2 separate regions of the Mus musculus genome follow, and region 2 is linked to region 1. A link is a contact called in public HiChIP or PLAC-seq data. All regions are on one chromosome and are shown on one strand. The core of a region is the stretch at or near the end of the contact, and the rest is flanking DNA. Distances in the headings are between cores, read along the strand shown. Region 1 overlaps Sp100 (nuclear antigen Sp100). Region 2 holds the start of A630001G21Rik (RIKEN cDNA A630001G21 gene).

Region 1 (6,605 bases), core at 1,248-3,747:
GAACATATTTATTTTTATTCTTTTGTGTTCACCTATTCTGCCTGCATCTATGTGTGCATAGCACTTGTGTGTCTGGTGCCCATAGAGGCCAGAAAGGAACACTGAATCATCACATGGAACTGGAGTTACAGATGTTCGTGAGCTCTTGCGTTGGTGCTGGGAACTGAACTTGGGTCCTCTGCCAGAGTAGCAAGCACTCTCACCCCACCGAGCCATCTCTTCAGCCCCTCTACACATCTAAAAACAATTAAATATATTGTTTATCTACTTATGAGCTGTGTGTGTATCTTTGTATTGTGTGGGCATATTTGTATGAGTCAGGTGCTGTGCATATGGAGAAGTAAGAGACCAAATGTGGCTAGTTGGTTTCTTCTTCAGATTCAGATGATGATCTGAGTCCCAGGGATGGAACTCAGACTACCAGGATTAATGGCAAGTGCCTCCACCCACTGAGAGATAGCCCCATAGTTGACCTTTAGCCCATATTTTCCTTTCAAAGTTGGCCCTTCTTACATGTAATATAAATGAGTATGGTATCCCAAAGTCACCAGTGATTACTTTCAAAGAGACAATATTTACTTGTTTCATGAAGTAGTCATGCAAATATAAAGCTTCCCCTTAGAAGATACGTTTGGAGGGGATTGAGGTACCCTAACTATAATTATTTTTCTAGGGCTCTTCTGTGACATGGAAGCCTGCACTGAAATTTTCTCTATTCAATATTTTTATTTAAGGATTTGCTAGATTCCTGTAGATCGCTGGTCCCTGTGGACAAAGTGATCTACAGAGCCCTGGAGGAACTGGAGAAGAAATTTGACATGACGGTACTGTGCGAATTGTTCAATGAGGTCAACATGGAGAAGTACCCCGATTTGAATCTCATTCGTAGAAGCTTTGGATGTGGTAATTGGGTTTTATATCGCTCCTTGAGAGCACAGTCCTTTTTGTTGTCAACAAATGTATATTAAGCTTTTATCATGTGCCATATATAATGCAGAGCAATTGAGGATATAACAGTTAACAAGACTACTGTGTCATGAATCATATGAAAACTTATGACTAATGGCTGACACCCTCCAGAGCTCTGCCGCTGGGCATTTAGGCTCTCAGGACAATAGGAGGCATACCATCATCAGGCTATGTAGAAGAGGGTAGGATTAGAAGTGCTGATTGTCAGTAGGGTAGCACTGTTGTGTCTCTCAGTGGGCATTCTTACATGGCAGTCCATCAAATTGGTTACCGCCCACCTTGAGTGACGACTCAGCTGTGGGTGCAGGATCCATCTTAGTATAGCACCTCATGCTCATAGAAACCAACAATGTGTGAGTTAGCTCTTCAACCCCGTCCTGCCCATCTTCAAAGCTGCCTGGGACTTCCCTTTGGTATGTGCCAGATCCTAGACCTTTGATCCATGAAAGCCTTTGTTTCTTCTTACCATTGTGATACCCTGGAAGTCATGTTTTTCTTCTATTTTACCTGTTGTGATATATATCTTCGCTGCCCTCTGAACACTGGAAGAGGAACACAGCTCACAGAGTTTGTTTTCCTCTTTTGTTCTTGACCTTGAATGTCTCTTTTCTATATGGGCAGAATAAAGTTGACTGTGGGAGTCTTCTCTCTCCCAGGGCATGATGGATGAATTTAGGCATAGGAAACCCATTGAGCTTGGAGTGACTGAAGGGCTATAAATTCCTAAATGTGTAGTTTTGAAAAACTGCCCCTGGTCCCTGCTAGAGATGGCTAATGGTTTCCTCCTCTTCTTCCCTCTTCCTTTCCTCCCACTTCAGTGTTTCCCAATGAATTGTGTTTCCAAGGAATTGATGGAGGGAACCCAAACTCCCAGCTAAGTCTTGAACAAGGTAATTACACCTGCAGAAAGTTTCTTATCTCATCTGAGACTAGGAAATAAAGGTGACCATGAGAAGAGTGTGAATGAGAAGAAATAGAGACAGCAAGGTGGGCAGTGGGTATGAGCCTGGTGTTAGCTTTCCTGTACTGGGACAAATTACCAAGGAGGAGCTGGACATGCAAAACCCTGAGGCAGGAGGATTGTGAGTTTGAGGCCAGCCAATTTACATAGGAAAACTCTCTCAAAAACAAAACAACATGGCTAGTCAATTTCTTTGGATTCATGGATTTAGAGACTTTAGTCCAGATGGTTTGATCACGTAAGGTCTATGGTGGGGCAGAACTTCAAAGTAAGGGATTGGGTGAAGCAAAGTTGTTCACTTTATGGGGTCCTGGGAGTAAGGAAAGAGAGGAGGTACCTGTGGCCCTTCAAAGGTACACCCTTGGTGATCCAAATTTCTTCTACTGGGCTCTGCTGATTAATGATATCACCAGAATCCATTCATTCCATTCTGAGGGGCAGACCTCTAATATATGAGCCTTGGAAGGAAGAGGCACTTGAGATGAAAACTTTGACCAGCCTCTAATGGGAAGTAGGATCTTGGCAGAGCAACCATGACATCAGAGGATCATCCTGATACCCACGATGAAGCAATCTGAGGCCAGTGTCAGGAATCCAGACTGAAAGAGACTGAGTACTCAGAAGTCACTGCAGTTTAGAAAAGTCCCTGAAGGAGATGATCCATTTTAAACTGTGAAGGGTGAAGCATTATGGTCCAGGTAGCCTCAAAGAGGAAACACTCTGTTAGAGAGATGCTCCTGTTATTTTGTGTATCCTTACATCTCTTACCACAGATGTGTGATAGGTGGGATTTACCCACAGCAACTATATCTTCAGACACCAGCAGGGTGTCTTATGGTTTAAATTCAGATAAGGGGCTCAGTGTTATAATAAACAGAAAGAATGAAAGACAATGACAGAAAGATCCATTTAGTTTTTTGCTTTGCTTAGCATCTACTCTTGATTCCTGTCTAACCCAGCTGCCATTAAGGATTGGTATCATTCAGATGGCCAGTTTATAGAGGAGGAAGCTAAAATTGGGAGAGACCATGTGTGGAGTGTTCACGGGGTCAAACAAAGCAACAAGAATCCAGGCATTCTGGAGGCAGGGTCTGTGTTCTTGAGCATGTACTGCTAATCATGAAAACATGAAACAGCCATGGGGGAAATACGGAGAGAAAACATAGGAAGGAAGCAAGAATGGAAGGGAAGGGAGGCAAGCTGTCACTGAATCCTGAGGAGAAGGCCAACAAGGATGAGCCATCTGATATATACTCACTCGGAGGCTATTGTGTGAAAGGAGATAGGGTCCAAGGACTCCTGGGAACTCATGTAAGGCCACAGGGCAGGGAAGCTCTGGGGACCCATGTGGGCATCCTTTAGTCAGGGATATGAAGACCAGTCATCTCTAGGTGCTAGCGTGGCCCAGGCAGGACTCCACTCAGCCAGGGATGATCCTTGTATCCTACTCCATGACCTGAGTCTGACCTCAAGAATCAGGGGGAACCTAACAACTCCAGATGAGCTCTGGATTGGTGCCTCGATGGGCTATTTAGCCCTTTCGTCAAGATAAGAAACCCTTCTGCTCCAACTTCTGAAATCAACATCTTGGTTTTTCTTTTTCTCCTTAGGACCTGGTGCCAGCTATTCTCAAGGAAGCCCGAATGGGTCATCCTTAGATCTCTCCGCATCTGAAGGTCAGTTCTTGCTGACTCTATAAACATTGCTGTCTCCTACCATTGATCCCAGTTTGCCTTTGTTACTGTGATGAAACACCATGATCAGAAGCAACCTGGGGAGGAAAGGGTTTAGTACATCTTACAGAATGTTGATTACTGGCTTGCTCAGCCTGCCTTTTTCCATATCTTAGGACTACCTACACGGGGTGATACCACCCACAGTGGGCTGGGCCTTCTCATGTCAGTCATTAAGGAAGAGTCCCCCAGTGATTTGCCTACAGGCCAATCAGATAAGAGAAATTTTCTCAGATGGGAGTCCCTCGTCTCAGATGATCCTATCTTGTTTTGTTGACAAACAAAATACAACGGAACTGAAAAGTCACCCATACACTGTGAGCGTGGGGATGCTCTTTCCTTGTGTTTCTGATGTCCACATTATCTACATCCATACTTTCTCCAAGTTTAGGGTTTAAATTTTGGGGCCTTGGGCTCCTGGGTTGCATAGAAAGGGTTCCGGCTTCTGTAGGTGTTGCCTGTATATGCAGATCCACAGTGGTTTGCCTGTGCTTTGCTTGACTATGACTGGATACTGCTTACCTGTTCTGCTCTTATGTCCAGCGGTGGTTAGAAGGGTGTGATGAGAAGGCTCCTTCTGTGAGGCAACACATGGTCCCCCTTGGGTTTACCTCATCAGATCATAACACATCTGGACCCCCTATATGATGCTTCATTTGCTATCACTGGGCTAACGGGCTGGGAATCCCACTCTAGACAAGATGGATCACTAAAAAAAATCCTTCGGGTTTTTTTTTTTCTATTGTTGTTGTTTTTTTATTTGTTTGTTTGAACAGGCTTTCCCGGTATAGCCTTGGCTGTCCTGGAGTTGTACACCAGGCTGGCTTTTGAACTCACAGAGATCAGCCTGCCTCTGCATGCAGAATGCTGGGATTAAAGGCAGGCACCACCACTGCCTGGCTCCCTTTGATGTTCTAATTAATCTGTCTACTTCCTTAATTGAATATCTATTTAAACTATTACTAATTCAGAATATTCTAAATTCAAGGCATTGATTATAATGGTTTTCTTTTCTGATATATTGGATATTGATATAGGTATTGCATTTATCTTCTCAATAACTTAAAGATGATGATGTGTCACCCCATTTTCAGAGGATGCAAAGTTCATTTCAGGGGTTCTAATCCTTCACCCAACTAAGTATTGGGATTCAGTTATGCCTTAAGATCCTGGCAAAGTAGAAATGTCTGAGTTGAAATTCTGCCTTTGTGAGCCTAGACAGGTTACCTGGCCTGTCTGGGCCCTGGTGTCATCTCCTGTGAAAGGGATGTGACAATGGTACATGCTACAGAGGGATGTTAAGTGACACTGTGAAGGGCATTCATAGATGTGTTTATTCTTTCAACGCTGTTGCAGGCATTTCTTGTTATTGTTGTTGTTGTTGATTCTCTGTCAGAGTCACTTGTACCTACTTCCAGAATCCAGAGTTCTCACCACTGCATTAAATGGGTATTTTCTTCTGTCTGTGTATCTAACATGTATACTGACTATGAATTATCAATTATTCCTCAGGCTGGAGAAGTAATGATAGAAGAAATTCCAACCTCATGCAGGCAAACCAAACTGAGAATCATCAGCTTGCCGAATCACCAGGTCACCTTGGTATGTGTGCTTTAGTGTTTATTCCTTTCCCATGACTCGTCTCTGGAAACACATGTCTAGCACTTTGGAAGACTTTCTGTGGAGGTTCTAGGTGGAATAAACCACTTAAAAAGAAATTTTCTAAAATTAACACTTCAAACTCTAAAATGCTTTAAAAGATTGATTGTTTTGTTTTATGTGTGTGTGTGGTATTGTCTGCATTTATGTATATATACCATGTGTTCCCTACGATGATGGAAGACAGTGTCAGATACCCTGACATTGGAGTCGTGGACAGTTGTGAGGTACCATGTGGGTGCTAGAAACCATACCCAGGTCCTCTCTGCATTACAGCAAGTGTTCTTAACCACTGTGCCATCTCTCTATCCACCACCACAGCTCCATACAAAAATAAACTGAAACAAGCAAAACAACAGCTTTCCAGAGTGGCATTTGATATAATTGTTATACATTTCAAAATCTTCCACTTGAACTTTTTTTTAGCATTTGAAAAGATAGCAATATCTAAGAGCCTGAATTCTTGACTGTTTTTCCGCAGGTACACAGGGTGGGAATAAGAAGCAATGAGTGGGTGGGATTGTGGTCAGTGATGAACAAAGGGAAGGGATGCAGAGGGGAGGAGTGATGCAGAGGGGAGGAGGAGTGCAGTGGGGAGGGGGAATGCAGTGGGAGGAGGAGTGCAGTGGGGAGGAGGAGTGCAGTGGGGAGGAGTGATACAGTAGGGAGGAGGAGTGCAGTGGGGAGGAGGGGTGCAGTGGGGGGGAGGAGTGCAGTGGGGAGGAGTGATACAGTAGGGAGGAGGAGTGCAGTGGGGAGGAGTGATGTACTGGGGAGGAGGAGTGCAGTGGGGAGGAGGAGTGCAGTGGGGATGGGGATGCAGTGGGAAGGAGGGGTACAGTGGGGAGAAGGAGTGCAGTGGAGAGAAGGGATGCAGTGGGGAGGAGGGGTGCAGTGGGGAAGAGGAGTACAGTGGGAAGGAGGAGTGCAGTGGGGAGGAGTGATACAGTAGGGAGGAGGAGTGCAGTGGGGAGGAGTGATACAGTAGGGAGGAGGAGTGCAGTGGGGAGGAGTGATACAGTAGGGAGGAGGAGTACAGTGGGGAGGAGTGATACAGTAGGGAGGAGGAGTGCAGTGGGGAGGAGGGGTGCAGTGGGGAGAAGGAGTGCAGTGGAGAGAAGGGATGCAGTGGGGAGGAGGGGTGCAGTGGGGAAGAGGAGTACAGTGGGGAGGAGGAGTGCAGTGGGGAGGAGTGATACAGTAGGGAGGAGGAGTGCAGTGGGGAGGAGTGATACAGTAGGGAGGAGGAGTGCAGTGGGGAGGAGGGGTGCAGTGGGGAGGAG
Region 2 (6,872 bases), core at 4,207-6,706, 72 kb after region 1:
GTAGGACAGAAAAAAAAAAAACAAAAAAACAAAAAAACCGCTGTGTGTCCCATACCACTGCAGTGAGTGCCCCTTCTGGATGGAAGCCATCAGGAGTTCAGAAGGTGATAGCTGGGGCCTCTGGCAAAAGCAAACTGTACAAATGGTTTCAATAGCATTTGATCTCAGCCAATGAAAAGAGCAGAAGTCACTACACAGCACCAGAACAACAACTGTGATAGCTGTATAAAGTGTTACAACTGGAGGGATCTAGAGGGTAAAAGGTCCAAGCCCACCTCCTGGTGAAAAACCTAGCAAAACCCACCGATCCCTGGGCTGGGCTTGATCCCTCACTACTCCCCACCCTGGAAATCTCTACCCTGGAAAACACCTCTTCCAAGAAACCCTATCTAAGCCTTTCAACTGCCATTTCCCCTGCAGCTTCTCAGCTGAGCAGAGGCAGCCCCCTTCTTGTGTCTCTCCCAGTAAGTCTCTTGGGTGGTCCGTTGTGCAGCGGAACTTTGTGGTATTCCTTGGCTCTCAACTACCAGGATGCCGACCCCCTCAGAGCTGTAATACTTCCATTGGGGGAAGACTGTGGGGCTCAGTGTCAGGATGGGCTCAGGACCCCCCCCCCAGGCCAACTTCTTAGCACAAAGATTTATTTGCTTCAGAGAGACAAAGGGTGGGGATTTAGAGGCAAAGACAGGAGATAGAGGATGGGGGGGGGGGGAACAAGGGAGAGAGAAAGGACTGTCCCTGGATAGAGAGGAGACAGATGTGGCCCATAGGAAAATGGCAGTTTATAGTGGTAAAAGGGGACCCCCGTGTTAAGATGAGGTGTTTAATTTTTACTGACCATGTTAACTAGGTGAGCCAAAGGGGGCTTTCAATTGCTGGACTTCAATACTTTGACAGCTAGACCTTGGTTGTCAGCCTTGGGAGGAGGAAGTGCCCAAATATGGGAATAGACCTTGGCGGCTAGTTTCAGGAATGGACTCTAATTGTTTTTAGGCAGAAGGAATTGGGAGGAAGGGCAAGGCCTTCCAGAGCCATGATTGGCATGCTCAGGTTGGCTAGAGCCCCTTCAAAGCCTTTACCCTCCGAGCTGTAACACTTACAGAATCCATAACTTGCTCCACCTTCAATGACTGTAAAAATGGCTTATCTGATAAAGGTCTAGAATAAAGGCTGAGGTCCATTTGGTGTAGCACAGAATCAAACCCTACAAAGGTGGCATACATACTTACAATAGTGAAATGTGGTGTCTATAAGCCCCAGTCCCAATGCCATGCAGGCTGTCCCAGGGCCAAAGTCCTTTAAGGCCACTGAGCAATCTTTAGTGACTGCACCAACAGCTGAAGAGTTTAAATCCAACAATACCATACACAGGAGGAAAGGGAATGAAAATCCTCAGGCCCAGGATAGGCTACCTCCCTGTGAGTCATTGGCCAGAGAAGCCCCTGAGGGTCCTCACATGATATAGGCTATTGCTACTGTGGTTGGTTGTATACCAGGGCTAAACAATAGAACCTTATTGTTGAAGACACTACATATCTGTGTGTTTTGACTATAGGGTGAGAAATTCAGCTGTGACATAACGGTAAACCCACATCCTGCTGGCTGGCTCCCATAGTATCAGAAGGGGCCACACAGGCTGCTGGTGTGGAACTGTCACCCAACACCTCTGCTTAGCTATTGTTCCTGCATTTTGAAATACCGGCTTTCTAGCAGGATGTGCCTGCTTGTGCAATAGTGGCTCAGCTGTCATGGGCAAAACCTTCCCATTAGATTTAAGGCCCACTCCACAAAAGGGAGTTCACGTCTGGTAGTGTCAGCCAGTACAAAAGCATGCAGATGAGGAGGTCATAGGCCTCAATGGGAAAGCAATCTCTAGATGGATTTTCTAGATGGATTTGGCGTGCTTGCTCAACTGCCTTCTAAATTTGTGTGTCTGCACCCATAGATCACTGTCAGCTTCAACTCATAGCTCCTGGTGAAGCTCCAGATAACAAGTGACTTGTTACTGTGGCATGGTGGCCTGTTTCCTAGCCATAGGTGGACATCTATAGTCACCCCCTCCAAAGTTAAGGGATGAGATGAGGTGGAAAGAAAGTAATGAGGAGAGGAGAAAGGGGTGGAATACTATGTAACAGTTTCCTCAGAGATTAAAACATCCCATCCTGCAAGTAAGATCCTCAAGCAGGAAGGTAAACAATTCAACAGCTTCAGGAAGTTCCTAAAATCGACCAGATCCATTCGGCCCCTCTCTGCCAGAGTTAAAAGTCAGTGCTCAAAGTCCTTCTCAGGTGAAGGGAAGGCAAGCTGCTAAGATGACTCTCAGAGCAGAGAAGCAGCAAAGAATTGATTCTAGGATCAAAACAGCTTTCCTTAAAGAAACAGAAACCAGCAGGGCCGCCTGGTTGAGGTTTAGACCCACCGAGGCACCAGGAAAGGACATTTCCCAACCTGTTTGAGCTGCCTACAGGCTGTGTACACTGTGTTCCAGATTCCTAGCTTTGGGAGCTGTTGGCTTTGTTGGGCTGGTATTTGCTGATGCAACTTTGAGTCATTTCTGTTCCTGCAAGAAACCCCTCACCCATGTTCCTGTAAGTAACCCCAGTAAAACGCGTTGGTTCACCAAGTAGGACATTGGTAGTATCCACAGTTTGGTCTGTCATGGCTTCTGTAATGGTGAACATTGTGTTTAGAGGATAAACTTGCTGTGCAAGCCTTGTAAAAACAAAATTGTTTTGAGCTTGTATAAGCCATAAGGAAGTTTCCCCTACCTTGAATGTACCCTGTCAGCTAGCCTGAGATAGACTATTTCCTGATGCAATTGAGCTATTCTTAAAACCTGCTGATTGTTACAAAAATATTTCACCTCCTCAGCTATCCCAACAAAGTAATAGGGTCACAAGATCAAATAGGCTAACTGTTAAATCCCATTTTTGTATGAAACCCTAGCTTGGATGACTGAGGTACCTGCTGGACATCTGTTTACAAAATCAAGCCTTGCCTGCTCACAGACAGGATACGAGTTAATTTGTCTTACCCAAATTACAACTGTATAGTTTTCACCTTTATAATCTTTGAACTAACAATAGGTAGGGGAACTTACCTGGGGAACTCTTTCTGGTTTGGTCCTGGCCATTTGTGTTTGTTTGTTTGTTTGTTTGTTTGTTTGTATAAAAAGCTTTTACTTGCCGGGCGTGGTGGCGCACGCCTTTAATCCCAGCACTTGGGAGGCAGAGGCAGGCGGATTTCTGAGTTCGAGGCCAGCCTGGTCTACAGAGCGAGTTCCAGGACAGCCAGGGATACACAGAGAAACCCTGTCTCGAGTCTCGAAAAACCAAAAAAAAAAAAAAAAAAAAAAAGCTTTTACTTTACTAAAACCAAAACTTGAGACTTTGAGACTGTGAATCTCTGAACGGCCCTGGACCCACACCTGCTTCCTGTCTGGAGTGAGTAGATGTCTAATTGCTCTTCCTATCCCTGCATCAAGAATTAATTAGTAATTAGTAGCTGCTGAGAGGTGGCATCTGGGGGATGAGCCCCCTTATAGGTCATCTGACCCCAAGTGGTTCTCCCTATACACACAGACATGGGAGCAACACTAGAGGAACTCAGCAGGCTGTGCACATGTATGTGCATGCATGCATACATACATACATACATACATACATACATACATACATACATTGTGTAAGTATAGCAGTAATAGTGAAAGAGGAAGAGGCCACTGCTTTGCAAGGGAGTGAAGGGGACAGTGAAGGGGACAGTGAAGGGGACAGGAGAATGGAAATGATGAAAACACAGTACCTATGTATGAAATTCAAAAGCATTAAACATTTCAGTTTAGTCTTAACATCCCTGCTGAAAACCCACTATCTATGCCTGCTCATGTATCTCTCTTCAGTCCATTTGTTAGTCCCCACGCCAGAGCACCCCACTGCCTTGGGAACTGCAGGTTTGAAGTGTTTCAGAGATGGAAAGGGTAACTCATCCATCTATCTGTATTCTTCCCTAAGACCGTTCTGGCTCTTCAGGGGCCCCTACAGTACCGTACGACTCTGAGGTTCAGCATCTCCATTTTTGTGGGCCGGAAAAGCCCAAACTATTAGAATATGGTGGGAAGGGCTGTTGGAAATTCTATAGTGGTTGTTGAATCAGTAATTGTTTTGGATAGTGTTGACATAGCTGGACAAAGGCAAAATGGGACCCAGTCGGAGCAAAGGCTTGGCAGATCACCCCAGCTTTCTATTCTGCTGGATTATAGCTTCTACCAAGAATCAGTCTCTCCAAAACAATGCTGGGTATTGGCAAAGAAAGATTTCCGGGGTCCCTGCCCTCCTCCCTCGATTAGGCCACGACTGGATGTGGGCAGGGCTGAACTGGAAAGTCAGGGTCTGAGTACACTTTTGAAATTTAACGATTTTTAACAGAAAAACGAAACCAGGAATTAAACTTGGACAAAGAAGTGCTAAGCCTTCATCCTAGCCCTTAGCTCTTCCTCTAGAAGCAGGAACTTGCTAATGTCCTTTCCTGAACGGTAGTTGGTCCATCCCAAACCACACTGCCGGTGCGATAAAAATGAGCAAACACATATAGACAGCTTCAGGGGCTAGCAAGTGGCACCTCCTCTGCTTGCCCCCCACCCCCACCTCCTAGCCTTACCCCCACCCCCGCCAACCACAACCCTACCCCAGGAGGAGCAGCGCAGGGCACTAAGGGGAAATCAGCAGTGGCCCCCTGGGGGCAGACTCCACCCCTTCCCTCCCTGAAGGATATGACCTCAGGCTGGGTGCTCCCCTGAGGCTGGTCCGTAAATGGCTCCGGTCCTGACCCTCTTACAGGAAGGAGTACAGGACATAGCAGCCCAAGTGTACCACTTTGGAACCCTTGAGATGAGCAAGGAGAAACAGCACGTGTTGGAGACTTTCTCTGAAAGCCCTCTTCTGCCTAAAGGCAGGTCTTTTGAGAGAATTCCCTTACAGCAGTGCTTCCCTGAGAGTTCCATAGAAGAGTGATTGTCTCATGCCAGGAGAGGAAGCTAGAAGTCAGCTCTCTCAGAGAAACTCTGTCTCAAGCCACCATCCATTCTATCTGTTTGTTTTCACCTAAAACACTTCACAGGCTGCCTAACACCCCTTCCCCTTCCAAAAGAATGCTTAAGCACCTCTCTTGTTCGTTAATAAGTTTGCTCTCTGTGGTGCATTAATCTGTCTGGTATCGGGCTATTTCATAGACTCATTTAAGGAGTCCTCTGGGAGTCAAGGCCTCCCTCCCTCCTCTCCCTCACTTCATCCCAAACACCCTTCCACCTCCTCCCCAGTTAGCTACCTTGGGTCTGGGGGAGTCCGCAGGGGACACCTTCAGCCTTCCTCACGGCGGGCGTCAATTGTGGTCAGTAGCAAGTACAGAAAGCAGAGCGAAAGCTAGGACCTCGATCTGGGGTGGGTTTAGGGAAAACTTTAGTGAAATTTGCATTCACTTCCTCTGTGTCTCCCTGTACCACGTTCCCTCTCTCGGGTCTCTGCAAAGTCTATCCTGACCTCTGGTGGTAGCACTTGGTTACTGCACCTTTAGAAATACAGGTTGAGAGGCCTTCAGCCTGAAACCACTTGGACCATAATCATATTTAGCTTTCCAGCTTTTGGAGATTTGATGATATTTGCTTTACACATAATGAAATATTTTGAAGGTGGGACCTGTAGCAGTTACTCTTCTGCTGCTCTGATAAAATACCACACTCAAGGCATCGTAAAGGAGAGTTTATTTGGGCTTTTACAGTTCCAGAGGGGTAAAAGTCCAACATGGCAGAGAATAGAAACAATCAGCCGCAGTCACGGTACAGGAACAACGGAGCTCGAATCTCTTACTGCAGGAATGGGGGTGGGGGACTGGAAACGGTGTGTGCCTTCGAAACCTCAAAACTCCGAGATGTACTTCCTCAAGGTACACCATGTCTAATCCTCCCCCAAACAGCACCTTAGACTGGAAACCTCACACCCAACCACCTAAGACCGTGAGAGAGGGACATTTTCATTCAAATCACCACACCCAGAAATGTCAGACTTCGTGGAGCTATCACCAAAATATTCCCCAGTAAGTGATCACCATGCAAGAGTACTCTAGAGAGTACTAATATAAAATTACAATGGAGCAAGTTGTTGGGGTCCAGGAGTCGCCCCACAAACCACAGAAACACCTATCTCAGTTAAACAGGGATGGCTTATTGAACACAAGACTCATCCGCCAGGACGACAGCTCAAAGATACACACTGGACATTTCTCAGGAGAGACTTATAACAAATAAAACTGCAAAACCCACAATGAGTTCACAGGCAGGACCTAGAAGTGCTGCCCAGTAGTCAGCCCTGACTCAAACCATTTTAGACATAACAGTTCGTATTGACCTTTAATTTGATGAGTCCTACCTGAAGCTTATAGTTGTGGAATATCTTAAGATTAGCAAACCTCTTAACGTACAGAACATAACAGAGTATGTGGTCAGCATGGCCCTGCTCTGAGGGGAGTCGTTTTTTCTGCATCAATAACTGGCAGGCACATTACAGCAATGATATGTCTTAGCTGCTTAGTTGGCTGGCATGGAACAAACTGGCCACAGCTGTGCTGGGGGCGGTAGGGGCAGCCTTACCAGAAGTATTAAAAAAAAAAAAAAAAAGCCTTTTCTAAGCCCAACCCTTCCTCTTGATCCCCTCCAGTCTTGCAGAGACTAAAAAGAAACAATGATACCAAAGAGAAGACACCAAGCAAGAAGGAAAAGCAGTTAGCCAGCTCCTCTGTGGCCCAGGTGATTACTAAACCGAGTCCTTTCTTATCACTAAATGAAACCTCTGGTGTTGCCAGGGACTTTAGCCAGCTCCAGC

Evidence for each region. HiChIP or PLAC-seq counts read pairs in DNA pulled down with a chosen protein or histone mark.
Region 2: an H3K4me3 HiChIP or PLAC-seq map of bone marrow-derived macrophages shows a contact between it and region 1, with 4 times the contacts expected there. The contact joins the promoter of A630001G21Rik here to the enhancer-like site in region 1. A contact is called at or near these places in 1 of 39 promoter capture datasets (macrophages), 1 of 15 datasets of contacts at CTCF or cohesin (large pre-B cells), 2 of 484 Hi-C or Micro-C datasets (bone marrow-derived macrophages and nephron progenitors), 9 of 115 datasets of contacts at active chromatin or transcription factors (the 230-238 cell line, the HPC-7 cell line, acute myeloid leukemia and 5 more) and 4 of 9 other capture datasets (adipose tissue, liver, macrophages and 1 more).

The regions. Positions count from the first base shown.
Region 1 is chr1:85,661,739-85,668,343 of GRCm38.p6, forward strand. It overlaps Sp100 (nuclear antigen Sp100), which reads left to right. Exons shown (of 22, transcript NM_001372231.1): 3 at 735-903; 4 at 1,788-1,859; 5 at 3,541-3,606; 6 at 5,176-5,265. Among named protein-coding and RNA genes, the nearest start is that of Sp100, 15 kb to the left of the region's middle. Within about 2 kb of position 2,498, at least 2 of the 459 cell types and tissues checked have an H3K27ac peak or open chromatin away from gene starts, as enhancers often do. A contact at or near this core is called in bone marrow-derived macrophages, where this site is marked.
Region 2 is chr1:85,731,150-85,738,021 of GRCm38.p6, forward strand. It overlaps A630001G21Rik (RIKEN cDNA A630001G21 gene), which reads right to left and starts at 5,457. Exons shown (of 6, transcript NM_177055.3): 1 at 5,323-5,457.